3 separate regions of the Mus musculus genome follow, and all the other regions are linked to region 2. Evidence: chromatin contacts called from public HiChIP or PLAC-seq and promoter capture Hi-C data. All regions are on one chromosome and are shown on one strand. Each heading gives the region's core, a stretch centred on a gene start, on an enhancer-like site or on the middle of the called end of the contact. The rest is flanking DNA. Distances are from core to core; before and after follow the strand shown.

Region 1 (4,303 bases), core at 567-3,066, 200 kb before region 2:
CTGGCAGAAGTCTTTGAGAGGAGACAGCCTTCTCCACACAGAGACTAACTTCGGAAACAACTTAGAGCTCCAAATGCTTCTTGCTTCTGTGTGCAGAGCTGAGGATGAGACTAATTCTTCAAGTCCTTGAAGAGTTCACAGATGCATACAATTAATTTTGACCGTATTCGCTTCCCAGTCCTTCCCTTAACTCCTCCCACATTCATCTCCCACTCCAAGAGGCTGATTCTTTAAAGGCCTTTTAAGTTACATAGTCAAGCTCAATAAACAGTACCACCTCACTGTAAGTCTCCCCAGCACAGCCCCCCAGGGTGCCTGGACCTAGAGCCAGAGGCTATCATGTACCCAGGTTACATAACGACTGTTGGCTCTGCCCTCTGAAGTGGCTGTGTGCTGCTGCCTCCTCCCCACGTTTATGAAAGAAAGGATTGTGCTGAGTACAGATTAGCGGTTCCTCCCTAGAAATTTGTAAAAGATAATCAGTAATTTATTCAGATCAACATCCCCTACACAGAAAATAACGAATTTCAAAGTTAGTAACAAAACATTCCGAGTTGATTTGGTCACTACATTTGACCATATAGAGAAAAAAAAAAAAAAAAAAAAAAAACATGCCACAAAACTGAATTCTCCTCTTACAGAGCACAACCCGTAACTGGGAGAACCCCCACCCCACCCCTGAATGGAAGTCAGCAACACCCCTCCGACTCCGCCCTTCACGGTGGCTAACTTTGGTCTAAGAAAGCTACAAATACAGGAGTGGAGAATTCAGAGTTGGTTCACTGCACCCTAAGAAATGACACCCTAGAAATTCAAGCTAATTAAGAGCACAACAAGAAAACCAGCACCTGTCACCGACAGCCCACTAGGCGGGACGAGCTGCGGCTGGCGCTCCACACGCACGCCTTCATTTTAATCCAGCTAACCACAACCTTTGCACATGTTCAACTTTACAGACAGGGGAACTGAGAGAAAGAACACTGGTGAATGACCCTGAAATACTGAACGTCTGGCTCTCTTAACAGAATACGCTGCTGGGTGGATTTACATCACATTCTGTGACCCCAATACGTTCTCGTGTGATCAGAACTCTCAAAACCAAAGAAACTAAAAGAACCCATGCTGTGACCGGCGAGTCAGAGATGACTTTATATTTCACAGACTAAATCCAATCCTTGTTGTTGAGATCTAATTATTCAAGTCTGGTGGACCAACGTTGTCATGAAGGGAAGCGGCCGTGGCATTTCAGCCATGATTCTTAAATGTGAGCTCCAGTCTACAGCACATGCTTTCTGAAGAAGGCCACTAACAGCCTCAACACCGTGACTGTCCACACGTCGGCTGCGTCCACCTTGGAGGGTGGGCCTGGCTAGCCCTGGAGGGATCAGCTGTCGTCGCTGTGGCTTATATGAAAACCTGTCCACTCGAGTCATCTTCTGTGGACCCCTCTGCCTTACTCCACGCTCAGTGTTGAGACACTATTTGGTCCTTGGCTCAGTGTCCTAAAATTCAGTCATCTGAATAAACGCCTCGAGTGTGGTCTCTGGACCAGCTTCACTTCTGGGCTTACGTTGCTCTTCTCACTGAGGATTTTGACATACCCTGGAATCAGTAGGCAAAATTAAATATTAACTGGAAGATGTATTGGAGAAATGTGAGCCGTAAAGCAATGCTGTTGAGGCCTTCTGGAAACTGGGCGCCAGGAGCAGAGGAGAGCATGGGAGCAGCCCATCCGACCATCAAGCCACACCCTACACGGAGGGCAGGCAAATGTGAAACTAGAACTGGGGTCTCCCTGCAGAGTGTGCCCTGGAGTGTATGACTCACCCGGTTCTCAGACCATCCTTCTAGACCTCGCTGTGGGAGAACATTCTACAATGTGTAAATGAGGTTGTTGGGAAAACAAGAAACAAAAGCCATCTTTTTAATAGGCCGTGCTTCTGAAGTCACACTGTGATTGTACTAAAAACTAATTCGGGTGTGGCTCTATAAATGGGGGGCAGAGAGGAGACTTGGAGAGGGCCAAGGGAGGACCTGACTCATGTCTCCCACCTTGGCAGGTTTCTTCGGCATGGCTGCCAGTTACACAAGCCCTACCTGGAGTGCAATCTCGTTGATCTTACTCGTGAAGCCTTTACAAACCCATCGAACCAGGAGCTACACAGCATTTGTCAGCTTTGTAGACTTGCCATTTTCTAAAGAAAAACTTCCTTTATCACTCTAAACCATAAGCAATATTAGTGGGGATCAGCAGCACATGGGAATTTGTTTCTTACCTATGGACACCTAATGTTTCAAAATCATTTTTGAAAACTCTAAAATCCTATTCCCAGAAGCTAAGTCTCAAAAATCCTAATTTCATCTTAAGCAAAGTTCATTATAAAACTTCCATTATAATGTTTGACCTTAATATAAGCAAGATACTACTGCTAACGTCAGAATGTTTAAAACACTGTAATATGTCCTTTTGCTTTTTTAAAGGGTTTAAAAGGTTTCTGCTTTCCTACATCTCAGATCCCAAAAATAAACCCATCTGGTAAGGAACCAAAATTTTCATAACCACACATCCCCTTCATTACATCCAGAAAGACTAACAGACAAAAAGCAGTTCTTTAATTCAATAGGTAGGCCAAAGCAACGAAAAGGTTAATATCTGAAAACTCTTACGTAAAAGAAAATCAGCAAACGTCACCCCTCAACAAAAAAAATTTCCATTATGAGTCCAGAAAAATGGCCTCATCAGACACAGCTGTCATCAGTGGCCCGGTTAGGGAATACTAAGACACGACAATGCAGTCAAAGCAGCAGACTCATTCAGAAGAAGAAAGAGGGGGAAAGGAGACAAGGAGAGGACTAAGGTGTGAATGAGCAGAAACCGAGAAGGGTTTTTTCTTTTTAAACAAAAAATAAAGTCATTTTGCAGGCTATCACTAACGAGCAACCGTCCCATCTTGTCACAGAAGAAACATTGCTGACTGGCCCTGATATACAAACAAAATCCCGCTTGAGGGCCGAGTAAACCTGCCTTACTAATACGCAAAGGATCACTGTTAATCTAGAAATCAGTCGGGAGGGTGATCCTTCCGATGCCGTCCTAGGGCCGGGAAAAGCACAGGTTCATGCCAATACGCTCCGTCCTTATGGCTTTATTGGTCACTCTCTGCCACGTGAAAACTGAACACCTAGTGTTCTGGCTTCCCCAGAACGCGGATACTGCCTGCCATACACACACACTTTTGTCAAAGCTGTGTGGAGAGACAGGCGTTATTTAATGTGTGCTGAAGTGTATGTAAAGATGGCTTCAAAAGGCAAGTAAGGCTTTTCGGTGGAATAAGGTCACTTCTGGAAGGTTCTACTCAAGGTGCCTGCGGCACTACACCTGAGATTTGTCTCCTCTTAAAGAGACTCCCCTGGACGCACCCCCTCCTAACCCCACGAGACTCACCAGAATTCTTACCAGTTCTGAAATGAGAAATACGCAGTTCTTCTGACTCCACATCAACCCATGGCTGCTGAGACTGTGGTAAAATCTTAGAGTTGGCGGTAGCAACAAAGGAAAACAGGGTTATGTAGGTCAAAAATAAATCAATCTGACTGACGGGGATTGTAAGCGGATTAGGGGAATAACGGTTAGGAGTGAGCCTCTAAGCAACAAGGGGAGAGGGGGTGGACAGATATGTCAAGATGGAAGACTAGGCTGAGGAGATGCTGGGAAGGAAGGAAAACACTATGGTTGCTTGGCTGAGCCCAAGAAGGGAGCACCGGGAACCTAAGATACTGGGACGCCTGGTTCCCAGGCAAAACATCACTCGTCCTCAGTGAAGCTGCTGAGAGAGGAAGCACCAGAGAACAGGCTTTTGTTGTTATGTTTTTGGTTTGTTATTATTTTTTTAAAAACAGAGCCTCAAGTTGGGCAGCCTGGTTTGGAACTTCTGATCTTCCCGTCTCCGCTGGGATTAATTACGGAGGTGCACTACTAGGCCCTGTCTATGTCAGGCTGGGGTCGAACGCAGAGCACACCACACATGCCCTCTACCAGTGAGCTACAGCACCCGCGAGTAAGTGATCTGCCATCTCTAAGTTCGCTTTTGAAGCCCCTTAGTGGGTAAAACAGGGTGGAACGTTTGTTTTTCTATCGGACCAGAATAGGGAGAACTTTCTGAAGACCACAGACGTAAAGATACAAGGAATGGGTTTGGTCCTGAGATGGAACTAAGATAACGTCACAAGTGAATGAGCAGGCGCCATCGCTCTGCAAATGCCACGACTGTCTGCGTACGGCACGCACCTCTTCTTCCCATGA
Region 2 (4,622 bases), core at 1,636-4,135:
GCATATTCAAATTACCACACTCCCTAAAAGAAAAGCCTCACCTATTGAGCAGTTACTTCCTGGTCTCCCCCTTTCCCAGTTACCACCACAGTACTTTCTGCCTTTAAGGGATTCTCTGCTTAGATAGTTCATAAAAGTGAGTCCAGGCAATCACATGTGTCCTGTGATGGGATACTTTCCAGTTAGAGCTTGTACCCGTCACGGCTTCATTTCTTTTTATGACCGAATAACACTCCACCACCCAGCTACGAATCCAGCCAGTCCTGAAGGGGGACTTGAGGCTAACTCTGAGAGCACTCTGGCAGTGGATGACTGCAGAGTTGCAGGGGAGAGAGGTCAGCCTTTGCTTGCCATGTGTTGGCAATTCCCCACGCTGGAACGGAGAGTCGGCTCATTCAAAATCACCGCCCTGGGAGTCAACACTTTTTCAGACCGAGAAGATTATACACCGGAGGAAAACTTGCACTGAGTTGATGGCGGGTTTTCTATGAGATGCCATCTCGGAGTAGGATCATGAGAAGTCAATGGAAGGGCAAAAAAGATCACTCAAGCATCCCTGTCTGCTCTCTAGTCTAAAAGAGCAACCAATACCACCAACACCTTTTCTAAAACTACATCCTATTTTCACTACACTGCCCAAGGACTCCTGCCCATGGCCAGAGGTGGAAGGCCATGTGCTCATTGTATGAGTCTATCTATGCAAAACAGTAGGAAAACTTACAGATAGCTTTCAGTAAGTCAGAAGGAGGAAGCAGGGCAAACATCTCAGTAAGTGGAGATGGACCCCGACTACGCTCAGCTCTCCTTTCACTCTCTTCAAAGATATTTTATTATATTTTTTATGTGGTGTGTGTGTGAGAGAGAGAGAGGGAGAGAGAGAGGGGGGAGAGAGAAGAGAGGGAGAGAGAGGGGAGAGTGAGGGGAGAGAGAGGAGAGAGGGAGAGAGAGGGGGAGAGAGGGAGAGAGAGGGAGAGAAAGGAGAGAGAGAAAGAGAGGGGGGAGAGAGGGAGAGGGGGGGGGAGAGATATTGAGAAAGCACCAACATCTCATCAAGAGTGTGGAAGTCAGAGAGCATCTTGTTAAGAGTCAGTTTCCTTTTCAATGATGTGGATCCCAAAGATGGCCTCAGGCCGTCAAACCTAGTGGCAAGAACCTTTATCTACTGAGCACTCTCACCAGCCCTCTTTTCAGTCTTTTGAAGCAAAAATATTTCCATTTTTTTTCTTGGTTCATTTTTGTTTATTTTTGAGATGAAGGTTTGCTTTGTTGCAAAGGCAGGCTCAGACCTCCTGGGCTAATGATCTTCCCTTCAGCCTCCCTAGCTACCTCCTCCCCCCACCATAGGGGCACGCTGCTGCACCTGGCTGAAAGCTTTTAATCTCAGAGGACATCCGTTTATGTATCATTTCTCTCTTGTCTCTTACGCTTTTGATGCTGGACTGAGAATCTATTGCCAAGAGTTAAAACCACGAAGATCTATTCTCTTTCTTTCGATATTTTTTTCTTTAAAAGCATCCACGGCTTGATGTAGTCTTCTGATCTTTGTATTAGTTTGTGCTTCTGTTGCTGTGATAGAACATCACGGAAACAGTCAAGGAAGAGTTTATTTGGGTTTGCAGTTCCAGAGTGAGAGCCCATCAAAGGAGGACTTGTGGCGGGGAAGCCAGAGTGAAAACCGCAGAGAGCACATCTTCAACAGAAATCATGAAGCAGAGAGAGCAATCTGCATGTCTGGAGATGCCCACCCCCAGTGATGCTCTTCCCCCCAGGAAGGCTGTACCATCTCCCAAAACAGCGCCACCCACTGGTGACCAAGTATTCAAATATCTGTGATTGGGGGGAACGTTTTCATTCAAACAACTACAGAGCCTCTTTGAGTTGGTGCTCGAACTTGTGTGGAGTAGGGCTTCGACTTGATCCTTTCCCACTTGGGTAGTTAATTTTTCCTGTGGTCATTTGCTGGGAAAAGTTTTCCTTGTCCTGTGTAACTGTCTTGTTAAGGTTATTTAAAAAAAAAAAATCACTTGATGTCAGGTGATAGGGTTCTAGAGGGTCTGTTTTATTCTGTAAAAGTATCCATCTGTCTCTGTGCTCAAAAAGCGACCAGGAACTCTTAGTTCAAGGCTGCTGTGGATTTGTAACCACGAGCATTTTGAGCTATTTCTTAAAATTTAGGCACCCCCACCATAGTTCACTCTGATATTTACTTTGGTTTTTTTTTTTTTTTTGGTTTTTTGTTTTGTTTTGTTTTGTTTTTTGGTTTTTGAGACAGGGTTTCTCTGTATAGCCCTGGCTGTCCTGGACCTCACTTTGTAGACCAGGCTGGCCTCGAACTCAGAAATCTGCCTGCCTCTGCCTCCCGAGTGCTGGGATTAAAGGCGTGCGCCACCACGGTTTTTCTCCACTCTGATATTTACAAGCTCCCCCACTTCTGTTGGTTTTTGAGATGACACTGACAGTTCCTGAGTTGTGTTTACTACCAAAGCAAAAAAAAAAAAAAAAAAAAAAAAGGTAAGGGGTAGGTGTGAAGTCACCTTGGACTGAAGATGGAGGCTCCCATTACTCCCTGCTTCAGAGCGAGTCTCCAGCTCTCTTCTCAGACTCAAGCCCCAGCATCTGGGAATCCAACCTGCTCACCCCGATTCTCTGGTCTCCAGTTCCTAAATGCTGGGGATTTAAGTATGCACCACCACAGCATGTCTATGCAGCACAGAGGATGAACCCAAAGTCGGGTGCATTTGAGGCAAGCACTCTACAAACCTCTCTGCGTGGACTTAAATTAAATGATGGCATCGCCTGTTTGGGTTGTTCCCTTCCTCCGGGGGCGGGGAAGGGGTGGCTCCATCTTCCATGTGTTCTCTCTTAGCGGGTAGAGGGTGGGATGGGAGCCTGCAGACTTCATTCGGGCTGGGTGGCAGGTTTGGAGAACGCAGGCTGCACTAGGGTGGCATGTCCCCAGCAGCGCTGAAGGCATGGGTGGCGTCGGGCGGGGCGGCGCGCAGGTGTGCCAGGGAGGAGGTGCCGCACCCTGCCAGGACTCCTGCTGCCGCCTCAGACCCGCGAGCTACTCGGGGACACCGAGCAGGCAGACCGGGCGGACCCCGCAGGAAGCGCGGGGCGCACGCGGGGCGAGGGAACGGTCCTCTCGGCTTTCCGGGTGGTCGCAGTCATGCCAGGCCTGTGGAGAGCAATTGCCCTGGAGACCTTGCTGGGTAAGTCGAGGCTGTCCTGGCGCAAACTGGCTGGGCTTGTTCCCCGCCGGGGTGACAGAGCCGGGAGAAGAGGCCGGGCTCCGGGAATGGAGATGCTTATCTTATCTTCCACCCTGGATGGAAGCGAAGGAGACCAGACCAGATAGAGGTTCCCTGGCCCGGGTTCGGCAGCTCCCGCGCCGCCCTGGGGTTGCATGGAGAATTCTCCCTGTGTCTGCGTTGATCTCGTGCAGCCCTGGACCGTGACCTTCAAGTCTACCTCAATACAGTTTAGTATGGACTTAGCTTTCCCAAGGAAAGGTCACCTGTAGGTGAGCGCCCAGGGCAACTGTCTTTGGCTCTGCCTCCCTGTTTGAGCGATCTTGCTTGGTAGCTGCGAGTATATTAGTGTTTTTGCCAAAAAACGTGCCTGCTTCTAGTCTCCTGGGCTCATTTAGCACAAAGTAGCAAGGATTTAGTATTCTGGTTCTATGGGAGATGTATACTTAAACTTTGAGTTTAATGTACTTTAAAAGGTAAACTTGGGAAATGGCTTAGTCCTGCAGTTCATTTGGAAGCAAGCATCTTTTGGGCCTGTGGAGGGCGCTCTCCTGAGAACGAGAGTTTCTATGGGCAGTCTTGTCTCAGGAGGGATTGAAACTCTCATTTTTTTTTCCTGCCTTCCATCGGTGCCTAGTAAACTGGGAGGTGTGAAGTGAGTCACTCTGCGTTCCTCCAGGAGGCTTGATCTCATTCTGAGAACTGTGAGGTGGCCTGCAAAGGGACTTGGGAGAAAGTTAAGTGCACCGCTGAGGTCTAAGCTCCCTGTGATATTTAGTCCTGGGGCAAGCCAGGCAATCACTGAACTTTCCGGTTCTCAGAGGTTTGCATTGTTGGTTTGCCCCAACTGTTTCAGCTTTGGGGGGGGGGGGGAGGGAATAAGGTGTATACATTTACCTCCTAGGATGTGGATTATATGAGGAATAAAGTTATCTGGTTAAAACCCAGCTCAGCCTGGCACAGGGCAAACGCCGCTGCCTTAATTATCATTATTGTCTAAGATCACACAGCCTGTGCCCTGTTTCACTCCCCAGCCCTGCCCAGTGAGGGAGTTTTATGATGGTCTACTCACAAGTAAAGTCTGTTGCTTAACTAAAGGGCTCGAGGCTGTAAGTTGGGGTAGGGTGGAGGGAACACTGCTTCTTTAGTTTTATGACATATGTATGTCAGACATATGTATGGGACAAATTAGGTGAGAGTATTTTATCAATCAGAATCCTGACAGGAAGCGGGTTTCCTTCTCTGATGGTACAGCCTATGCTATCTTATTAAAGGGACCATCAACAGGTATAGACACGGTTTTCTGACTACATAATTATGGGAGATGAGGTGGTGACAGACTCACAACAGCCTGTCTGTCCTCCATCCTGC
Region 3 (4,235 bases), core at 1,216-3,715, 180 kb after region 2:
CTCTTAGGGAAGCTCTCTGCAATTAATCCCCTCCCATGTCTTTCTGAATAACTGTTTCTTGGCAAGAGATCGATCATGTTTACAAGTATTTTGATTGGTCACATTTTTAGTTTTTCCTTGGCATTGAGAGGAAGTCTTGGTATTCTGAGATCCCACCCAGGTTTGGGTGTGAGCGGATTTCTGCTCTCACTACTGTGTAAGTCATTGTTCAAACTCTGACAAAGGCATTTTTGTAGCCAGGGTGCCTGATGGTGAAAGAAAGATGAAATTTCAAGACCTGTAAGTCATATAAAGTACTCAGGAATTGCTGGTTGTTTGTGAGCCTAGAGGCTGCCTGGGGCTGAGAAAAAAGAAAAACAAACCCGGGTATGCCCCGTAGTTAAAACATTCCTGGGAACAGCTTGACCATAAAGATAAGGAGGAATGTGAGGACATAACAGGGCTATCTGAACTGAGTCAACAACTCACAGAACTCTAACACTCTGCACGCACATATAATTTTTCTGTGGATAAGAATATTGAATAAGCCAATAGTGTGTCGCTATGCTGAATTCCACACCCCTAAGCCCCTTACCCCATAAAACCCCTAGCTTTCGAGCCTCGTGGCTGACATCTGTTATCTTCTGTGTGGGATGCATGTTGGCCCGGAGCTCCATCATTAAACCACCTCGTGTAATTACATCAAGGCCTTTTCGTGATTCTTTGGGTGCCTGCCAAATCGGGAATTGAGTGGGGGTTTCCCCACTAGGTTCTATCAATGGCACATGCAGATTGTCTTAGTCAGGGTTTCTAGTCCTGCACAAAAAATCATGGCCAAGAAGCAAGTTGGGGAGGAAAGGGTTTAATCAGCTTACATTTCCACATTGCTGTTCATCACCAAAGGAAGTCAGGACTGGAACTCAAGCAGGTCAGGAAGCAGGATCTGATGCAGAGGCCATGGAGGAATGCTGCTTACTGCATTGCTTCCCCTGGCTTGCTCAGCTTGCTTTCTTATAGAACCCAGGGCTACCAGCCCAGGGATGGCACCACCCACAATGGACCCTCTCACCCTTGATCACCAATTGAGAAAATGCCTTACAGTTGGATCTCATGGAGGCATTTCCTCAAGGGAGGCTCCTTTCTCTGCAATAGCTCCAGCCTGTGTCAAGTTGACACACAGATGGACAGCTGCATCTTTGCTACATGGAGGGAAGCTCATGGCTCTTGCTTTTCCTCTACCTCCTGCAATTGTGAAAATGTTCCTCACATCACATGGAAGGGTTTTGTTGTCCTTTTTCCAGTTTGTTTGTTTGAATATTAAAATAGGGTTGCCAGATGAAATACAGACCACAAAGCTGTTTGAATTTCAAATAAGCAACATATGATATAACGTTTGTGGCACATGCTTAAATATTAAAAAAGCATTGTTTATTTGAAATGCAAACTTAACTGGGAAGCCTGTATCTTTATTTCCTGAATCTGGTGGCATGAATTTAAAAAAAAAAAAGAAAGAAAAGAAAAGAAGAGAAAAGAAAAGAAAGAAGAGGAATTATAGCTATAGCCAGAACTGTTAGCTAAATGTCTCCCTCAGGAAACAGGAAGAAATTAATGGAACATTTTTCTGTCTCAGCATCTTCTGATCTGTTTAGACTTTCCTTGGGAAGGGAGCAAGGCCTGCTGGGCCAGCAGAAATGTGGATGAAGAGGCAGACAGACTGGTGTTAGAGAAAAAAGGGCTGCTACTAGCTGCCTTGCAATTGCTAAAGACACTAACAATTTCAGAACAAATACACTTTGAGCTGCTAAAATTAAAAGATGGGGGAGGGCCAATTGATGCTCCCTTCATGGCGGCGGCTGCCTGGTAGAGTTTGTGTCCAGGAAAACCTAGGGGAAAACTAGTGGGGGCTCCTTGCAGGAAGCAGGAGGGAGTGAGCCACAGGGCTCCCTGGATCTGGAGGGGAGTGATGGGGAGGGAGCGGGAGGAGCAGGCAGAAGCCTTGGCATTTGAAGTGGGTAAGCTCTGCAAGGTCAGCTCAGAAGGCAGGAACATGATGGTTTAGGCTGGGAACTGTAGATGAAATCCACCTGCAAGACTTAGCTGTCTGTCACAGTGAGGGAGCAATCAGGACCATCTGCCACCACAGATAGCTGCTTATTCCAGGAAGGAGTGTCTGCAGCATGCTGTGACATCCTGTAAAGGGTCTTTTTAAAATCGTCCTGTGCTGGGGTTCTCTATCAAGCAGAAAGCCAGCAGGCAGGCAAACAATAAGGGCAATGGTTGTGAGGATAAAGGGTGGATTCGTTTGACACCAGGTATTCCAAGGGAATTCTGGTTGGAAACAAGAGCTAACTAGGTGACCCGGGCACAAAATGTGACAGTCTGTGATCCAGCTTCCTCCTCTTGAGAACAGGTTCTTGTTAATGGCGGGTTAATTCAGACTGATCTCACTGTTCCACTGGGAGTTGCTTCAAGCCAGAATTATGCCTCCCTGGTGTCAGTTCAGGTCCTCCATCAGCTGAGAGAAAGAACAGATGGGAGAGTCAGAAAACAGAGAGGCAGAGGCAATGTGTTCTTATTCTGCATAATTCTCACATCTCCTTCCACTGACTAGTATCAGAACTTGACTTCTTAATTGCTGAAGGAGGGCACCCAGGCAATGTGATAAACAGACTTGAGTTGATATTGAGGGAATTATCATACTGATAAGGTGTCCAAAGAATCTGGAAACATCTAGAAATAATATTGTTTTGGATGGAAAACATTTGACAGTTTATGTCTTCACCTAGTTTTCTCAGTGTTATGAACATCTTCTGTCAGTATCCAATGAGTGTATATGACATTTATCATATGCAAATTTATGAACCAGGAGTGGCTGTTTATGCTTTTAACCCCAGAACTCAGAACGCTGAGGCAGAAGGATTGCCATCAATTCAAGGCAAGCTTGTGCTACATAGTGAGATCAAAGCCATCCTGGTTATGTAGCAAGACCCTGTCTTAGGCACAGATGACAAAATAGAGAAAATATAAATACTTTTTTTTTCAGAGGCAGAAAAATATATTTAAAGAGAAGAAAATAAGTTCTGGGGGAAAAATGTTAATAAAAAGATATAAAATCTGTCTCCATTCCAGAGCATGTCACTCAGAGTGCCTAGCTAGCTTTCCAGTGCCGGAGACCTGACTTTCTTTCATCACCAGCTACACACTGGTTATATCTTAAAAAAAAAATTACGTGGTCAGTTGTGGTCACTTTGAACACATTTATAATAAATGGAGTCACCAATAATGCATTAGTGTCACATTAAGGAAATAAATCAAAGTGCTTCCGCTTAGTGTCAAGGGGAGCCGAGATTTGAATATTCGTTTTGCTCTCCCTGTGTCTGCTCTCATCCCTGGCTGTTGGTTATTAGTCTGAATCTGTGTCTGCCTAAAGGCTGTTGAGAGGCTTTGTCCCTGTGTGTCTGTCACTAACAAAGGCCTTTGTTCTTTATTTTATTGGAGAGTACAGAAAGCTGTGCATAAGGAAAGGATGCAGAATAATTTCCAGAAATATTTAAAAGATTTAAAAACAAAACAAAAAAAACAAAAGGGATTCAGTTACTGACTCCAATTGACGTAGTAAGCAACAAACAATACACAGACATAACTGCTTATCAGGAAATGCCCGAATGTTGCACTCAGCATTTACGGTGGGTATTTATTTTACAAGATTGTTTTCAACCTATATTTGCTGTTTTTAGCAAATGGTGATCATAACACTGATTCAAACACACATGCATTACTTTTGGTTCAGAGGCAAAGAATCACACATGATATAAGATTGCAGCTAGGCATTAGCTTAGGTTGTAAAAGTCGATAACATGGGGAATTCAGGGCAAGAAATACTGATTGTTCCTTCGTTCTCTTCAAGGAAGATCAAACAAACAGGCCGATTACACAGTAGAAGAGCAATCTTAAGTGACTTCAAGGTGTATTATTAACTCTGGCAGTGCAGTCCAGCAAGAGTTTCAGATCTCAGAATATAAGTAGTATTTTATCACAATGCATTCACAGTTAGTGAAGGTGTAACTCTAGGTTTTCTTAATAGGTGCACATAGGTAGAAAATTCATTACTGAGATATAAAAAATGACAGCAATATTTACACTTGGGTTTATTTATTTATTTATTTTTTAAATTTTTATTTTTTTTATTAGGTATTTTCCTCATTTACATTTTCAATGCTATCCCAAAGGTCCCCCATACCCACCCCCCCAATCCC

Evidence for each region. Promoter capture Hi-C pulls out the DNA fragments that hold promoters and counts their contacts. HiChIP or PLAC-seq counts read pairs in DNA pulled down with a chosen protein or histone mark.
Region 1: an H3K27ac HiChIP or PLAC-seq map of embryonic stem cells shows a contact between it and region 2, with 6 read pairs. The contact joins the enhancer-like site here to the promoter of Cwh43 in region 2. A contact is called at or near these places in 4 of 39 promoter capture datasets (embryonic stem cells, liver and stem cell-derived epiblast-like cells), 1 of 115 datasets of contacts at active chromatin or transcription factors (embryonic stem cells) and 1 of 9 other capture datasets (adipose tissue).
Region 3: a promoter capture Hi-C map of hippocampal neurons shows a contact between it and region 2, with 2.2 times the contacts expected there. The contact joins the enhancer-like site here to the promoter of Cwh43 in region 2. A contact is called at or near these places in 4 of 39 promoter capture datasets (hippocampal neurons, liver and stem cell-derived epiblast-like cells), 2 of 115 datasets of contacts at active chromatin or transcription factors (embryonic stem cells and pancreatic cancer cells) and 3 of 9 other capture datasets (adipose tissue, liver and pancreatic islet).

The regions. Positions count from the first base shown.
Region 1 is chr5:73,209,050-73,213,352 of GRCm38.p6, forward strand. The region is part of intron 2 of Fryl (FRY like transcription coactivator); the gene reads right to left. Among named protein-coding and RNA genes, the nearest start is that of Fryl, 45 kb to the right of the region's middle. Within about 2 kb of position 1,817, at least 72 of the 459 cell types and tissues checked have an H3K27ac peak or open chromatin away from gene starts, as enhancers often do. A contact at or near this core is called in adipose tissue and embryonic stem cells, where this site is marked.
Region 2 is chr5:73,403,193-73,407,814 of GRCm38.p6, forward strand. It overlaps Cwh43 (cell wall biogenesis 43 C-terminal homolog), which reads left to right and starts at 2,886. Exons shown (of 16, transcript NM_181323.2): 1 at 2,886-3,212. The coding sequence starts at 3,170.
Region 3 is chr5:73,583,441-73,587,675 of GRCm38.p6, forward strand. No RefSeq gene overlaps it. Among named protein-coding and RNA genes, the nearest start is that of Lrrc66, 47 kb to the right of the region's middle. Within about 2 kb of position 2,466, at least 27 of the 459 cell types and tissues checked have an H3K27ac peak or open chromatin away from gene starts, as enhancers often do. A contact at or near this core is called in hippocampal neurons, where this site is marked.